Regions from separate parts of the Mus musculus genome. Here region 2 is linked to region 1. The links are chromatin contacts, called in public HiChIP or PLAC-seq maps. All regions are on one chromosome and are shown on one strand. The core of a region is the stretch at or near the end of the contact, and the rest is flanking DNA. Distances in the headings are between cores, read along the strand shown.

The links. HiChIP or PLAC-seq counts read pairs in DNA pulled down with a chosen protein or histone mark.
Region 2: a contact with region 1 is called in an H3K4me3 HiChIP or PLAC-seq map of neural progenitor cells, with 45 read pairs. The contact joins the promoter of Gprc5b here to the enhancer-like site in region 1. A contact is called at or near these places in 6 of 39 promoter capture datasets (the SN4741 cell line, embryonic stem cells, hippocampal neurons and 2 more), 1 of 15 datasets of contacts at CTCF or cohesin (the NIH/3T3 cell line), 45 of 484 Hi-C or Micro-C datasets (2-cell embryo, 8-cell embryo, the C2C12 cell line and 30 more), 27 of 115 datasets of contacts at active chromatin or transcription factors (the NIH/3T3 cell line, PVALB interneurons, SST interneurons and 19 more) and 4 of 9 other capture datasets (adipose tissue, embryonic stem cells, macrophages and 1 more).

Annotation. Positions count from the first base shown.
Region 1 is chr7:118,900,777-118,906,139 of GRCm38.p6, reverse strand. The region is part of intron 6 of Iqck (IQ motif containing K); the gene reads right to left. Among named protein-coding and RNA genes, the nearest start is that of Knop1, 47 kb to the right of the region's middle. Within about 2 kb of position 3,024, at least 68 of the 459 cell types and tissues checked have an H3K27ac peak or open chromatin away from gene starts, as enhancers often do. A contact at or near this core is called in astrocytes, bone marrow-derived macrophages, craniofacial prominence and 8 more, where this site is marked.
Region 2 is chr7:118,992,249-118,997,611 of GRCm38.p6, reverse strand. Gprc5b (G protein-coupled receptor, family C, group 5, member B) reads left to right here and starts at 2,401. Exons shown (of 4, transcript NM_022420.2): 1 at 2,401-2,572.

The DNA of each region.
Region 1 (5,363 bases), core at 1,775-4,274:
AACAAAGCAAAGATCTAACTCTAGTGGAAAGAAAAGTCTCTCCTGATGAAAAGTCTTGAGATTATGTCAGACTGAACGGCTTAGGTAGCAAGCAGAGTAGGCAGGGATTCCAGCTGTTGGACAGACCGGCCCCATCCTCAGCAGAGCGAACGCCAGCTCACTAGTGAGAGATATGGGAAGTTAAGTGCCCAGAAGCAAGAAAATCAAAGCAAAGAAGCCTTGTGTTTTAATATAATTTATGTTGTATTATAATTACAGAAAATCATAATCATCAACTAGAAGTGAGAAAACAGCAAAAAGAAAAGACATAAATAGCCCTTTGTTTTGCAGCCTTCTTTTGAGACCTGCTATGTAGGTATAAAGTAACCAAGGACTCTGCATTTGTCATTCTCCTGCCTCCACCTCTGGAGTACGGAGATGTTAGCCATGCACCATCACACCCTGTCTATGCAGTGCTGGGGACTGGATCTATAAATGCATCCTTCATGCGCACTAGGCAAGCACTCTACCAACTGAGCTTCAGCCTCATGCCTGTTCTGCATCCTTAAAGTAATTCTTTGCTTGGAGAAAAATCAAAGATGCCCATGTTTAAGTGAAGCGTTGTTTTTCTGAAAGAATCCTTAGGTCTTGTGATGGTTTGTATATGTTTGGCCCAGAGAGTGGCACTATTTGGAGGAGTGGCCTTTTTTGGAGTGTGTGTGGCCTTGCTGGAATAGGTGTGTCACTCTGGGCATGAGCTTTAAGACCCTACTCCTAGCTGCTTGGAAGTCAGTCTTCCACGAGCAGCCCTCAGACGAAGATGTAGAACTCTCAGTTCCTGCTGCATCATGCCTGCCTGGATGCTCCAATGCTTCTGCCTTGATAACAGATGGTACCTCTGAACCTATAAGCCAGCCCCAATTAATTGTTGTCCTTATAAGAGTTGCCTTGGTCATGGTATCTGGTAATGGCAGTAAAACCCTAACTAAGACGGGTCTTGAGTGATTTAATCCCACACCAGTCCTTGACATGGAACGTTTCCTTTCCCTGCATCATCAACCTCATAAAGGCACACATTTTATGCATGATAAACACTCTACTTTCAAGTTTATGTGCAGAAGAGCATTTTTAAAGACTGTCAATATATTAGGCTATACAAAAATGTAGTTATATAAAAACAAAGAGAGGCAGGGGAAAGGTAGCTATGAAGGACTAGACAGAATACAGAGTCTGCTAAACTGAGGATGGGGAGAGAGGATGACAGGTGAACCTGGTGGGAGAGGGATCACTTGCAGGACAGTCACTAGGAAGCCACCTGTGAGAACCACTTCCAACTCAGCTGTAATCTCACATGACAGTGGCACTGAGCTGTAGGCAGCTAGACCTTGACATTAAAATAAGATCCAGACTCACAAAGTCGCTGGCTCCCTTCCAGACTGGTAGACAGGCTTACAGCAGGCAGGCAGTGTCAGCAGACATAGTTAGCATTGCATCTCTCACAGGTTGTTTACTAAAGGTGAGCCAGGAAAGGAAACACTCATTTACTCAAAATATCCACTTCAAATCCCTTAAACTACCCAAATGCATGTATTCCATCCTCACGAGGTCGGTTTTCTTCCCGTCTCACTAGTGACCATGTTAAGGTCGGTTGGCAGGTGAGGCAGTGCAGTGCGAATGTGCTCTTGACGGGGCTGACTGGAGGTGGGCTGCCTGCGTTCAAGTCCCACCTCTGCTGCTGACTTAGCACCCTGAGCAAAACTTAATCACCTGTGTTTCAGTTCCTTCTTGGAAATGTGGCTGTGGCCAGAACAGCCAGTGTGCCCCAGGACCCATGAGTCTACCTCACAGCACAGGCCACAGCAACCTTCCTTGCGGGAGGCTGGGGCCGGGCTCTGTGAGGAGGGTGGAAAAGGTTAAAAACCTTTTAGGCAGAGAAGGCTAAGAACGGGACAGGGAACATTTCCATTTCTGCACTGCCTGTTATTCTGATCTTGCCATTGTCTATAAGAGGATGGCTGGCTGGCAGCAGGCCGCATGCGTGGGGAAGAAGTCCAGTGACCACCATAATTCCCCAAGACTCACTTCCTTTATTTTCAACTTCCCAGTTTTAGCATCTATATGCAAGAGCTGTGGAAAGTTTAGAGGGGATCGAGCATATTCAAGAAAGCATCCGGCAGAGTGGCTCCTTGGTCAGACTTGTGATGATCACCCAGATGCAGGGTGACGTCTACCTAACAAAGAATTCGCACCTGACTGTACCCTAAGACTACTCGGGAATCATTTCAGTACTCAGCTGAGGCAGGAGAACTGAAAGTTTGAGGCCAGCCTAGGCTACATAATAAGAGTCTGTCTAAATAGAAACCACAATAAACTGAACATACAGAATGCTTTTTAAAACAAAAATGGAAATAAAATAATGTTCAGGACATCACGGAGATTTGAATTTAACAGGTCTTGAGGGAAAGTTCTACAGATGGTTTAATTTTTTTTTCTTGTTTTTTGAGACAAGGTCTCAGTATATAGCCTTGGCTGTCCTGGATCTTGCTATCTAGACCAGTCTGGCCTCAAAATCACAGAGGCCCAATGCCTCCTAAGTGCTGGAATTAAAGACACACACCACTATGCCCTGGTTTGTACAAGATTTTATATTTTTGGTTGTGAGCCCAGCCTCTACTGGCTGAGCCATCTCTCCAGCCCTAGTTTGCAGATGATTTTAAAATGCAACCAAGGGAGAAAAACCACAGGATTAGATTAGAGAGTCTCAACTGAGACATTCATCTGTCTGCAGATGTTCTGAAATATTTAAACTATATGGGTTGGGGGTGTCTAGTAGGGAAAGGGCAACAATACTGCCAACATCACAACGCACAGCATAGTTCCCCACACCGCTGAAGTCCAAACACCTGGCCTAGAGGTTGTTCCCCAGTTCCCGTCCTCATGTTCCTGCTTGCTTCGCTGGCTCTTCCTGCTCCAAGGTACCCTGGAAGAATGCAGCGCCTAAGTTCTCAAATTCAAGTCTGGACCCAACCCAGCTGGCTCCAGGCCCAGGAAGGGTCTCCTGCCTAGCAGCTTCCCTTTAGCGCTTTGTTAACACTCGAATTACAACACTCACTGTACAAACTACAGACGCTTGTAAACGTGCCTCCTGCTCTAGCGCTTCAGCCCTCATTTGTTCATTTCCGGTTTCCTCAGCACCAAGCCCTCCGTGTCACGGCAGGTAGGAGCTCCGCAGATATTTGCTACATGGTGTGAACTAGATTTCATTTTTATTGCATTCCTGGAAAGATAATGGGATACAAATGCCAGCAGAAGCCAGAGCTCTGTGTCTCCAACTGCAGTGACGGCTGTCACTTCTCCTGAGGCCACCTGAAGATTCCATGGCAGTGAGTGACTAGAGGTTTACAGGATGCTCAAGGAGCAAAGGTCTTGTATCTTGTTTTTTAGGTTCTTCATATGTGTATGGCTGATTTGCTGCATGTAAGTTAGTGCACCCAGTGCCTTCAGAGGTCAGAGTAAGCACTGGGTGCCCTTGGAACTGGAGGTACAGATGTTTTTGGACCATCATGGGGGTACTTGGAATGGCAGCTGAGTCCTCTGCAAGTGCTCTTAGTCACTGAGCTATCTCTCAGCACCCACCTCCATCTCTTTTAGACAGTGTCTCAGTGTGTGGTCCAGGATGGCCTGAGACACACTATGTAGACTAGGCTGGCCTCAAATTCCTGGAGGTTTATCACCTTCTGCCTCCCATGTGCTAGATCAAAGGCATTCGTCACCATGCCCAATAAGGTCTCTGATCTTTAAGACGTTTTCATTAATGCCTGGCATGGTGGCGCACGCCTTTAATCCTAGCACTTGGGAGGCAGAGGCAGGAGGATTTCTGAGTTGGAGGCCAGCCTGGTCTACAAAGTGAGTTCCAGGACAGCCAGGGCTATACAGAGAAACCCTGTCTCAAAAAAAAAAAAAAAAAAAAAAAAAAAAAAAAAAAAAAAAAGACTATTTCATTAGCTCAGGAAAATGGTTCATTTTCAAAGTACAGAAGCAACAGAGGAAAGAAAACCCCATTATGGAAAAAACACAAGCCATTCGGTGAATAACAGACTGATACTTCTCAGTGATTAGATCAAGCAGAGGACTGCGTGTGTGTCTGTGTGCGTCTGTATGTACGTACATGCACATGTGTGTGTTTCTGTGTGTGATGTATTTGTGCATGTGTGTGGTGTGTGTGTCTGTGTATGTGATGTGTGTGTGTGTGTGTGTGTGTGTGTGTGTGTGTGTGTTTCCGTGTGTAGTGTGCATCTGTGTGTGTTTGTGTGTGTGTGTGTAAATGAAATCCAGAGCTTAGTAAGTGCTCTACCACTGAGCAACAGTCAATAGTTTTAAATATAAATAAAAAACAAGGATTTTCCAATATGGCACTCATTTCAATGTATAATCTTAATTATTTTACTTTATTATCTATTTCTATTCATTATTACTATTGTATTATGTACGTATGTGTTATGTATATATGTATGTATTTCTAGGTTTTCATGTATGTATGTTTGCATTTTGGGGTTTTTTGAAACAGGAGTTCTCTATGTCTTGGCTGTCCTAGAACTCACTAAGTAGACCAGGCTGTCTATGCAGCTGCATCTGTCTCCTGTGTGCTGGGATTAAAGGTGTGCTGGCACCTCAGAATTTTTTTTTTCAAAAGACAGGATTTTCTGTAGCCAGGTTAGCCTCAAACTTGTTAGGTAACTGAGCATGACCTTCAACTCCTAGCCTATCTGCCAGTACAGGGCAGGAACTACAAGCACAAATCACCTGCCCTGATTTGTAATTTCAGGGTTTTTTTTATTACTAGTTTCTGCCCCCTAAAATGGATAAAGTCAAAGGCCTAGCTATTCAACTTGATATTCTCAAAGAGCAGACTTATGCAAAAGCTGTGATACTAGGGTTAATAGTCTAATCTAAGGTCTTGGACCTTTTCAAATATGACTTGGGTCTAGGAGATGGCTCCGTGAGCACTTTGCTGCCTGTGGAGGAATGCAGGACCCTGAGGAGTACCCTTGGCACCATCATAAAATGTATGGTGGAGCTCATCTGTAATCTTAGCACTGAGGAAGCTGACGGAAGTTGAACCCAAGAGCTCAGTGGTCAGCCAGTCTTAGCTAATCGGTGATGTTAAGGTTCAGTGAGAGGCCCTGTCTTAAAAACTAAGGTGAGGGGCCATAAAGGATGACACGTGACATCAGTGCCTGGCCTCCACAGGCATGATCACACATGCATTGTGACAGTTATAGAAGATGAGGGATATGACCTAAACACTGACAAGAAGGCGTAGGGGTAAAAGTGCCTGAAACCAAGTCTGGCCACGTGAGTTTGATCCCTGGCATCCACTGGGT
Region 2 (5,363 bases), core at 1,152-3,651, 92 kb before region 1:
ATCACTTGCAAGGGAGTGAGATATAACCAACCAGATTTGAGTCCTGCCTCTGCCCCAACCACCCCCTTAGACTTCTAGAAACACACACACACACACACACACACACCTGCTTTCCAAGCCTTTGTTTGTCACACTCGGGATACAGACAATTCCATAAATGCCATGAATAAAGTCAGGGATGGATAGCCGTGAGCAGCACACCCATCTGGGAGATAATCCCCTTGTTTGCAGAGGAAAGAGCATGCTCAAAGGCCCGGCACAAGATAGCCATTCTTACATGGGAATTTAATTATCCTTTTGTTCAACAAATACTTGGAGAGACATGCCCTCCTCATGGGCAGGAGATGGGATGAACATGGGACAAGGACAAATGTGACCCATGGATCCCCCAAACCCTGAGACAAGTCTAACTGGCCTCTATGTAACTAAGGATGACTTTAAATTTCAGACCCTCCTGCTTCTGTCTCCTGGGAGCTGAGATTAGAGCTGTACGCTGTCACACATGGTTTATGAAGAGTTGGGGATCAAACCCATTGCTTTCTTGCACGACTAGGCAAGGACTCTGCTATCAAGATATAGCTCCCAACCCCCAAGGCATGTTTTTGAACATAAGATGCACTGTGCATTTATAACCGCTAGCAACAACATTTAGTTGCACAATGGTAGTAGTCTATGGGAAAGTGCTCAAGGGTTGAATAGAACCAATTGGATGGTACTGAGTTCCAGTCTGGTGGGAGACACCAATGGACAACGTCCCACAGACTGTGTGTCACTGGAAAGCCCCCAGCCCTTATCATTTTTGAGGTGACAAGTTGAACCAGGGAAAATACTTGGTTTGGGAGTTTATTTGTTTGGTCAGCCTGACCTAGGTTGAGCGTGTGAGCACATGAGTTAGTGACTCGCTAGAGAGATGTCACCCTTGGGAGATCCCAGTGTCCCCAGAGCAGTTCTTTCCAAGCCTGCACACCCAGCCATCTCTCTAGGGACTTGAAACTTCTCTGTGATGCTCTGACTCTGTAAATGGCAGTAGTTAGACCTCTGGGACATGGAGCCAGGTGTTTCTCACCCAACACTGAACGGAACTTTCAAAGGCCAGATGCCTGTGCGGAGAACTTTACAATGTATTCCAGGTGTACACCAGTGGTCACATATTAAAACAGTCTGGGTTACACAGTTGAGGTCCTGAAGACCAGGAAGGCAAACGTTTAAAAGCTGTCGGTGTCAATTCCACAAACTACCACCAGGGGACAGTGCACATCCACGTTCCAGTTCTTCGGTCTGACCAGTACTAGCTTGGGAAGACCTTGTCCTGCAAAACATTTAACAAACGCCTACTGTGTACCAAGCCCTGTTTCTGGCGCCGGGACAATGTCGCTAACATGGGGAAGGGCTGTGTCATAGGAGCACGTCCCTTACATGTGTCCTTAAAATATACATATGTGTGTGTGTGTGTGTGTGTGTGTGTGTGTGTGTGTGTGTGTGTGTGTATTCACAGAGACGCATAGCCAAGCTCTATGTGGCCTGACCCTGGAGAAAACTAACTTGAAGAAAGAGAGAAAAGGACTTTCAGGGACTAAGAAAAGGTAAGGAACAACCCGAGACTGACAGCTCGCTGCAGGGGATGCCGAAGCGCAGTCTCCCTAAGCCTAGCCTAGATGATGCTGACCTCAGACAGCCAGGTGAGCGATGTCCCAGACTCCTCCAGCATGTATGTCCGATGCCTGCCCTGTGGTCACTGGAGGTATCTGTGCCCTGAGCGTCAGTGCAGCGCACAGCCAGAATCTGGTCTCTCTAGGTATGTGTGCCCAAGAGAGTGGCGGGTGTGTGCCTATGTGAATGATGTGTAAGAGATGGTGGTGATCTTGTACACGGACCATCGTGAGGAGGTCACCTCGGTGATGGTCACGTTTGGGATAGCCAAAGATATCGGTGCTGGGTTCAGTGTGCTTAAAGAGGAAAGGACGGGCTGGAGCAGGGTGGAAGAGGGCAGGGAATGTGCTCATCGGGGACCTTCCTAAGTGCATCACAGCGAGGCTTTGGTGACTTTAGAACGCATGCAGTAGAACCTTGTCCAAGACCTGCTGCCGGTGTGTGAGGGGAGTGCCCCTCTAGGATCCTCGTAGGAATATTGCGTCCTATGTGGCTGAGGATGTTTCTACAGATCAATCTGAGCAACTGTGCGTCTGGACTCTTAATAGGGAGGAGGAGATGTCCTCGAATTTGGGGCACCAGGAGTTTTGGGTGAGAAAGCCGTCTTAGCGCTCCGAGCAAGCCAGGAAGGCGCCTGGGGATGCGAGCAAGCTGTGGCTCTGGTCCTGGTGGTGAGCAGAGCTGCAGACCCGGCAGGGGCGGGGCTTGCTGGGGCGGGGCCTAACGGAGAGGCGGGGCCGCGGCTGCTGCAGCGCGGGCCGGGCCAGGGGGCGCCTCGCGCGGCCGCAGCTCGGAAGGGCGATGCAGTGAGGCGGGCTCGGCTGGCGGGCGTGCGCGGAGCGGGGGCCGCGGGCGCGCTGCAGAGATGTGACTTGGGCCCAGGGCCAGCAGGAGCGTCGGCGCTGCGGGGACGCGAGGGTCGGTGAGTACCAGCCAGCGCGGGCACGGGGAGGGCGCCGTAGGGACCCCAGAAACTTTTCCCGCCGTGATTTTGGAAAGATCCGGAGCGGATCCTGGCTCGTGCTTTTTCTGTTCTCCCTTCTCCCCCTCCTCCTCCTCCTTGGGGTACATCTGCAGAAGCCGTGGGGTTCGAGTGAGGGGTGCCACAGTGCGGCGGGAGAGGAGCCGCATTGGACCGACCGAGGGCAGTGGTTTGGGGACCTTTATCTGGTGGGGGAATCCACGAACTAAGGCTCTGACTATGGTCCGGGGTGAGGACAGACTACAAGCGTCTGGGAATAAAGGGGAATCTGGCCCTGTGCTAGTGACCCCTGTGAGGGACGTCGCCTGCAGGTTCCAGGGGGCCTGGCGGTTGGTGGGGTGCGAGGACAGCCAGGGTGCTGGTCCTGAACTAAGCACTACATGGCCTGAGGCAGGGGCCGGCCTTTGGAGACCTGAAATCTCACCTGCCGCAGGGTCTGGGGAACCCAGCTTGCAGCCCGCAGTGGCCACGCACTCTTGGAAAAAGGCGCGAGAGGGTGGGCACCACAGGGAGGGAATCTGAAGCTGGGGGACAAATAGTGGGCTGGCAATCTAGGGGCGGCTGCTTATGGTGAAGCGGAAGAATTTCTATCCCAGGCGAGGGCACTTGGGCCTCTGAGGAAAGCAGCCAGGCTAGGGGTAAGGACTACCCAGTGCAACGTCCCCTCTTCCTAGGGGACTGGGGCTCGAAGCCCCAAAGGACCCCACACATTTCATGGACCTGGTGGGAGAGATGAGCACAGATGAGGATCCAGCACCCCTCCTTGGCCGGCGGTAGCTGATTAAACAGTTTTGGATCGGCCCACCGACCTTGCTCCAGAGGACGCCCCCAGATCAGAGTGTTCATCCCCCTGTTCTAGCTCGGCCTAGCCAGTTACCCCCTTCTTCTTCTGTTCGCCAAGGGGGCGGCTCTTTGGAAGAGGGACAAAGGCCCCGGGAGTGTGGCGGGCACCATCGTCCCTGCCTGGGGCCCCCAAGCACACGCGCCGCATCGGCCGCCGGACTGCGCCGGGGTGGGGGCACCTGAGCAGCGTCCAGAAAGCTCCGGGGGTCCCCACAAAGACAAGAGGATGCAGAAGAGGCTAAGCACACCCCGTAGACAAAGCACTTGAGAACGTTATTTCCTAAGTTTCTTTGGTGGGCACTCAGAGCTTTGGGAATAACCGCACTTGGAGTTAAACTGCATGCAAATTACATGTAAATAGAATGCAAATTGGCATCTGTTGGTTGGAAACCCTCCTCTGGGCTAGTTTTCTATCTGGGCTGTGAACACTGTTTCCCTGATCCTCTCGCTTCTAAGTCTAAAAAGGGTCAGCTGGGTCGCAAGAGGGGAAGATGGGATGGGAAGGAGTTAAAGTTTGGGGCCCAGGCAGCCAAGAAGAGGGCTTTCTTTATAAAGATAGACTCTAATGTTTACTGGGTTGTTGGTTGGTTGGTTTTTAACACATGTGGTGAACACATATCCGAGTGCTAAAGGAAATATCTTGTGTAAAATGAAAAGGTCCAGACTGGAGGGGGGGCCATGGAAGTGCGCAGAGAAGTAGAGGAAGAAACTCTCTAAGTGAGCAAATACCTACTACACCTGCTGGGACAGGGCTGCCTGGAAAATAAAGTGACCAGGACTTGTGGGGAATGGCATTTAAGAGTGGACCCAGCAAGAGGGGTCCTCCACTGAGAGAGCGACTTGAGGGGGGTGGGGGGGGGGAGGGCATCCAGGCTGGAGAAGGTTGGAGATGGGAATAGACTTGGTGAAAGGGACACAAAGGTCATTGTAGCCAGAGTGTGTGGGCGGATTTAGAGCTAGAGAGGAGGCAGGAGGCTCTGGACAGATCTGGTCTTTGGAGTCACGGAAAGATATTTAGAATTTATTCCGTCGGGACCCCTGAACTCTTGGAAGGTTCTGGAGCTCACCAGGGTGTGATTGTAAAAGCTTCGTTGACCTCTACAAGGAGACAGAGACAGCAGCTCCCTTCTCTCTGCTTGCAGGGATGCTGTGGCGCAGGGAATCTGGGCTATGGAGTCAGTCTTGGGCACTGCTTTAAGCCTCAGAGTGCCAGGCGAGCTAGTTGAAGGAGTGGCTTGGATTTTTAAAGATCCGCCTCCCGCTTCTAGACATTTCTTATCTACCCCAAGGAGCCCCTACCCGGGGTCCAAGACCTCTGTTTTAGCATTGAGCTTGCTGGGGATTCCCAGTTAGTCACGCTCTTGCCTCAGAACTGCACCAAGAGAAGGATCCTAGACTGAGACTCAGGCAGCCTAGGCTGCAATTTGCATTTAAATGATTGCTTTTATTTACAGGCCCCACAGCTGCTTTGCATATTCATGGATCGTACAGCTGATGTTCTTGCTGTACTAAGTTACTAACCTGAAAGGGTCTGTAAAGTTGAGAGCCCCAAAGAGGCTCTAGTCAGCCAAGGCAAGGAAGACGATGACACTGTAACTTGGAAAAGATATCAGAGGGAGGCAGAAACATTTTGAGTCTGGGAAAGAATTTAATGTCAGGAAACCTTGTAACGGTTTAAACCAGCCAAGCAGGAAACACACCCGGGTTCCAGGGGAGTAAGACTGGACAGAGTGTAACGCTGGGGGGTTCAAGAAGCCCCAACTTGGACTTCTGCCAGACATGGGGCCAGGACTGGGGTGCAGTGGAAAGGCCCTGGGGTCAGAAGCTGGGGAAAATGTATACCTAACCTGGTCTGTGAAGCCTTTGACCAGGCGGCTTGCCCTCATTG